Regions from separate parts of the Zea mays genome. Here region 2 is linked to region 1. The links are chromatin contacts, called in public Hi-C maps. All regions are on one chromosome and are shown on one strand. The core of a region is the stretch at or near the end of the contact, and the rest is flanking DNA. Distances in the headings are between cores, read along the strand shown.

Region 1 (3,130 bases), core at 183-2,682:
GTACTAATTATTGTAATTTTATAATTTGTATCGACTTATTTTTAGGCTACATATTTCATGAATGTTTAAATTATATCTTGTTTTTTGTGTCATATTAAACATCAATTATATTTTTTGTTTGGTTTAAAAAATTTTATAACCTTAGCTTAGTAGCCCCCTCTTGGATCAATCCTGGATCCGCCACTGAGTAACGGTACTCTTTCCATTCCAAACTATGTCATCCTAGCTAACTTGGTTGGGGAAATGGAGTGTGTGATATACATCTCGAATTTGACCAAACTTATATAATAAAATAATGATGATGATATTATAAATCTTTGTGATTTATTTTGATGGCTTTGATTAAATCTAAAATATCTTGACTCTCGCAAAAAAAAAAACCATTCATGTTCTAATTTGAAACGGAGGAAGTGTATGGAGTAGGAGGGATGTCCCTTGCATAATCCCCTGTCTTGGGCAACTGTGTATTTGAGCTGGCATCAAGCTTGACAAACTAGCTGTCAATAATGGAAACAAAAATAGAAAAAATAAAAATATATGCCTGGATTTCGATGCCGGTGGTTTCACAGCTGTCATTTTATTAGACAGCTGAATTTCCATGCATGCCCAATCCAGACAAACTCGAGAGCACTGTATATGCAAATGAGCAATCTACAGCTAACCTGAGTGTCACGTGAGATGCGCGAGTTAGCGGCAAAGCAACTCCCACGAAGGAGAAAACAAAAACTGAGGAGGTGGCAAACGGCCGATGAGTCAGCCGGCCATACCTGCGCCGGGAAATCCCGGAAATGCCTATGGCCAGGAGACAGCGCGCTGGACGCCCGGCCAATGGCCCGATCGAGCATGACCCGGACAGACCTCTCCTGACGCAAATGCAGCTGCAGCTGCCTAACCTGCCAGAACTCATAAACAGCTAGTTACTAGACGAGCAGACCCAGATCAGAGACGGCGAGGGGGTGTTCTTGATGTCCTCACGTCGTTCTCCAGGGACACGCGGTGGTTCGGCGACGCGTTGGGCCGTTGATCCCGCGGCGGCCCCGGGTGGACGGAGCACCCCTCCGGAGTCGCGTAAGGCTTCCTCGCGTCCGGCGGGTTCTGGCAGTGAATTCAACGAGGAAAGCTAGCCCTGTCAGCACTAAGAAACCCACGCCCTCCCGTGATGCGTGCAGTGCAGTGACAGCGACGACGACGTACGAACCTTGGACGAGCATGGAGCGGTGACGGCAGGCTGTGCTTGGCCGCCGCATTGCTCCACGGCGCCGCGCGACGATCCTTGCTGCCGGCCGGCCACCATTTCTTCTCCCTCGTGCTCCACCTTTTCTTCTTCCTGGCCTGCGCCGGCCATGGATGATCTCGGCGACGGCGTGCCAAGCCCAAGCGTCTAGAGAGCGAGCGCTGCTGCCGAGTAGCTGGCCACTGCTACATCGCACGCGTCCATCCGGAAGCTGCTAGCCGCGCGCTATATGGGCAGAGATGAGCAGTAGCAGGCAGGCAGGCAGGCAAAGAGCATCCTGCGCGCAGGGCCGCCGCGTAATTCGGTGTGGGTGTGTGGCAGTGGCAGTGGCACTGGTGGTGGTGAATGGTGGTGGAGGGAGAAACGGGAGTGGCATGCACTGAGCACTGCACAGCGAACAGGGGGAGGAGGATTGATGGCGAGGGAGGGGAGTAACTACGCTGCCGGGAGGCGGTGGGTGGGGGTGGGGGTTCGGACGAGAAGGATGATCCCAAGGAGAAGAGTTGAGGTTGGTGGGTGAGCCGCGTTAATGACTGCGCTGCCCCCGCACTCAGGTCTGGTACCTCTCAAAACTGGGCGACGTTCTACTGGTACGGTTGACTAGGGACGAAGGGGGTTGCCGCTGCTTGCTGCTACTACTGTTTTTAGTGCGAGTGCCACTGCCCACTGTGCCTAACATCCTTGACCAGCATCAAGAGAGTCGAATTTTGCATGTATATTTGTCGTTTTGGCCCTCCAAACCAGAAATAATCAATAGGGATGGACTCCATAGCTTATGCCTGTCATGGACATGATGTAGCCCTCTCCTCTCGTCAATCATCAAACTCTTTCTGATGCATTCCTCTTGACCGTTTGGAGCTGCAGCTGCCTAGTGGATTCTTCACCAAACGCTGCCACCACAACATGCAACGACCGTGGGCGTGGAATGCCGTCATGCGGCTATATACTGGCGAAGTGGCAGAGGATCACGAAGGAGGTAGGTGACGTTATGAATGTCGAAGTTAATGAGACCCTCTCCCTCGCCTACTTGCCTGCCTCACGTCCTACGTGTGCCTGCCTGTCTGGTGACTGACTGTCACATGTTGACTTTGGTGGAGCATACGCGCACATATTTTTCTCCCTGTCTACCCATGCGATCAACCGCTGTTGTTACCGAGTAGTCGAGTACCGACTACCGATTGAACAAGCCAGGACAAGAGCTACTCCCAGTAGGCCACACAGCCTTGCGTTTGCATGCGCCTTTCATGAAGCTGATTTATTATGGCAAGGGTTAAAGCTGAGCCCGTACGACGAGCAACTATTTCTGAACAAGACACGTTCCAAATTTGCGTTGCTATTTACTGATGACTCGTCGTGTCATGTTTGGGTGTTTCCGTGTTTGATTTTACATGACTAAAGTTTAGTTTAAATGTCACTATTAAATATAGTAGTATAAAAACTAATTACACATGTAAGACTAAACGATGAGATAAATTTATTAAGCATAATTAATCTATGACTAGTAAATATTTACTATAGCTTCACATAGCTGAATCATAAACTACTTATTAGACTTTTATTGTGTTATTTAGTCTTCATTTATGGCACACCCGGTTTTAAGGCCAACCCCAGGTACGTCTTATATGTGCGACAAACAAGATCAACACATATAATGACTCGATGTATAGAGACAAATGTCATAATCTTTATTGCATAACGAGAATGTCTTACACAATAGTTGATAATAACTAAACCGAACTAATATAATTATATCCTTGGCACCAACAGTTAACTGAGAGACGACGTTTAGATCTCATCGAACTCATCGTAGTAGTCCTCATCAGGGGATACCTGCTCTTCACATGTGGGGAGAGTTTTATAGCGAGAGTGAGCTCACATACGTTCATCGCTCAGTAA
Region 2 (3,130 bases), core at 169-2,668, 410 kb before region 1:
GCGGCGTCGAGGTGGAGGCGCCCGTTCTTCGGGGAGAAGGCATGGCCGAGCACGCCGAGCGGTCCGTCGAAGGGGATCCCATCACCGTGGCTGCCCACGTAGAAGCCCACCCTGATGTCGGCCGCCTCGTAGTCTTCGGTCTCGACGAAGCCCACGGGGATGACCCGCGCCCACCGCGCGAACGCGCGCCGGAACACCGCGCGCACGGTCCCGGCAGGCAGGTAGTCGACGGTGGCGGTCGGCGAGATGGCGTACGTGAGCACGAGCGGGTCCGGCTGCGTCCACCGCGGCTCACCCTTGAAGAACGTGAACCGGCTGACGGCGCCGTCCGGGCTCGCCGCCGCCGACCCCGAGAGGGATACCGGCACAGCGTGGCCGCCGTCGCCGACGCCGCAGCGCGGGGCCATGATCCGGTCCAGCGTGGTGGAGTCGAGCTGCCCCGTGACCGGCAGGCTAAGCATGGACTGGTACCGCCGTACGGCGGCCTCCATGTGCGCGTCGAACGCGTCCGTCGTCGGCTCGTGCTCCGCCCCCGCCCCAGGCATGTACCCGAACCTCGCCAGGTAGCGCTTGAGCTCGCCGAGGCCCTCAACGTGGCTGCCTCGCCGCGCGTCCAGCAGCTGCTTGAACGAGCGCCACGCGGTGCCGTCCTGCCGGTGAACCGTCGCCGTCACGGGCCCGTCGGCGGTCACGTGGACCAAGGAGACGGGGAGGGGGCCAAGCAACAGGAACAGCACCGATACGATACGAGGCGCGCGCGACATGGCAGCATCAGAGCCAAGCAAGCTGCCCCGTTAGGCTATGCGCGGGGCGGGCGGTTATTCCCGTTGCAGGCCGGCCTAGTTGTCGCGGAGGCGGCAAAGAATTTTGTGCTCGCCGCACGAGACGAAACTAAAAGGCTGCGGTGCGGATAGGGGAAGCGGGTCAGACGATGGCGCCCCGGTTGGCCATCGGCTGACCTCGTCGTCTCCTGGCCAGACTCCAAAGGCGTTCTTCGACACGTAAACGACGGGTCACAATTCAGTTCAACCAGGCGTGCCAAAGGCGTCCGCGAAGACCAGCGACTTCATGCGTCGTTAGAAGGTAGTACATGGCAGCAGAGTTCAGAGACGGGTTTGACGGCTAATCCGGAGACAAACTGGGCACCAAGAAGCAGAACACCGGCTGATGGTTTTAGGTGCAGTTTCTCGGGCTTCGCTCGTTCGGATCGACAAGTGATAAAAAACAAAACTCGGGTACGATCAAGCATGTTTTAGTGAGGAAAGGTGTCGGATTTTTAAACTGACCCAGATTTTTATTGATTGGCTCTGGGTCTGTGATGGTGAAGGATGGGATGTATTGTGGATGGGCTTGTCGAATGACGTTGCCACACGAAAGCCAAGTCGAAAGCGAAAGGTCTCTGATTGAGGCATTGAGCTACTTAGAGCATCTCCAAAAGGATACTAAAAATTTTTCCCCCAAAACTGATTATTAGCGGCAAACAAAAACTTATTAGCGGCAGGCTAAGATTTTACTCCAGCAGTTCCCCAAATAGAAAACTAAAATGAAAAGTGGACCAGCTAAAAAAGCCCAGAGCATGTAGTAGTCCATATTTGCATCAGTCCTGTTAGTATTTTCCCACAACCTGGTTGTAGGACACCTACGCTCATGCATTAGGATAAATGGAGTATACGAATACACCACACACTAGAAATAGTATATGAATACAACAACACAGTTCCCTTGAAATATGCCAAATTTAGTATGTCAAAAACATAATGTGTACAAGATAAGTACAAATTCAACATACATATTTATTTCTTTCGGTAAAAGACCTACAGAATGAGTGAACAATGAAGTGCCTTCCTATCTAAGATTGGTACCTAAAAGTGCTTCGTTATTCATCTGGCAAACAATTGAAAAATACTAATGAATCACGTTAGCTGCTCTTGTTCAATTATTCTTACAACTAATTTGAGACATCAGTTGACAAACAACATCAGGATCAGGTTCAGTAAGCTAAACATAAAAATTCTTCAACATCATCTTTTATGCATTTCAGTCTTATAGACTCACAAATTTAGACTTGCAGAATGACAAAATTAGAGATAGACTCACACATTATTCAAGCGACTGTGTTCTAAAATTATTTTGAAGAGCCAGTGTGCAATGATTGAATGATGCAGCAACTGATTATCTGTAATGTCCATGTTGCCATTTAGCTATAAGACAACGATTGGCAAGAAAATTTGCAGTCACCGTCATTATTAATTTAATAATTAGTCCTACAAATCAATCTAACATGCTACAAGAAGCAAAAGTGAATCTGACATCCAACTTCTTCACTCGAGGTTTTAGACCCAAAAAAATTTGTATCTTGGAACGCTCCTCCTCTGTCAGAATCCAGAGCTTCATCGTCGGCTAAATGCCATGTAGGATCCTCCACATCCTGTAACGTACAGTCACGATGAGAACAGCAGTATCCCTTGCGGGAAGCATCACACCGGCCACCACCGCCTCCTCTCCGGTCGACCGTCGTGCTTGTCGAATCCTCGAACGCCACCACCTCCTCTCCAGGCCACCGTTGCCGCTTGCCGCCTCGACCACGACAATTGCGCACGTGAGAAAAAAAACGTGGGAGCACTGACGGATTGGGGAGGAATGCTCACGCGAAAATATGCGGGAGCGAAGGTCGCCGATGAGGGATGCGAAATTTTTCGGAGGTGGATATAGGTGCCGTTGGAACCAGCAAAATTAGTTTTTTCCCCTAATATATTTTTGGGGTAAGTTTGAATCTTCTTTTGGAGTTGCTCTTGTCAGTTAGTACTTATGTGTAAATAACCATAATGTCCCGTTTGTTCACTTTCATTTTAAGGAATTGGAATCATACTAATGGAATAGACTATTTTTTTAGAATGTGATATTCCACCACTTTCCAAAATTATCCTATAAGTCTATCTCAAATTCATGGGGTGAGAGATGAAAATTGATTCTATAGATTTACATGCTATTTTTCCGATGTACAACTTATAGCGCACTCTTCTAATTGTTTCGCTATGACATAATTGTAGTATATAACTATCTCTCTCGTATGATTTTGGATAATATAGAAATATATTACATATATAAATATATGAACTTAATTAGTTTT

The links. Hi-C and Micro-C count contacts between places; a contact is called where the count stands out from the background.
Region 2: a contact with region 1 is called in a Hi-C map of tassel, with 2.2 times the contacts expected there. The contact joins the promoter of LOC103637649 here to the promoter of LOC100194247 in region 1. A contact is called at or near these places in 2 of 25 Hi-C or Micro-C datasets (ear and tassel).

Annotation. Positions count from the first base shown.
Region 1 is chr1:91,485,192-91,488,321 of Zm-B73-REFERENCE-NAM-5.0, reverse strand. LOC100194247 reads right to left here and starts at 1,432. Exons shown (of 10, transcript NM_001139288.2): 1 at 1,199-1,432; 2 at 976-1,095; 3 at 768-893. The coding sequence starts at 1,345.
Region 2 is chr1:91,890,578-91,893,707 of Zm-B73-REFERENCE-NAM-5.0, reverse strand. It overlaps LOC103637649 (metalloendoproteinase 1-MMP), which reads right to left and starts at 1,418. Exons shown (of 1, transcript XM_008660099.4): 1 at 1-1,418. The coding sequence starts at 764.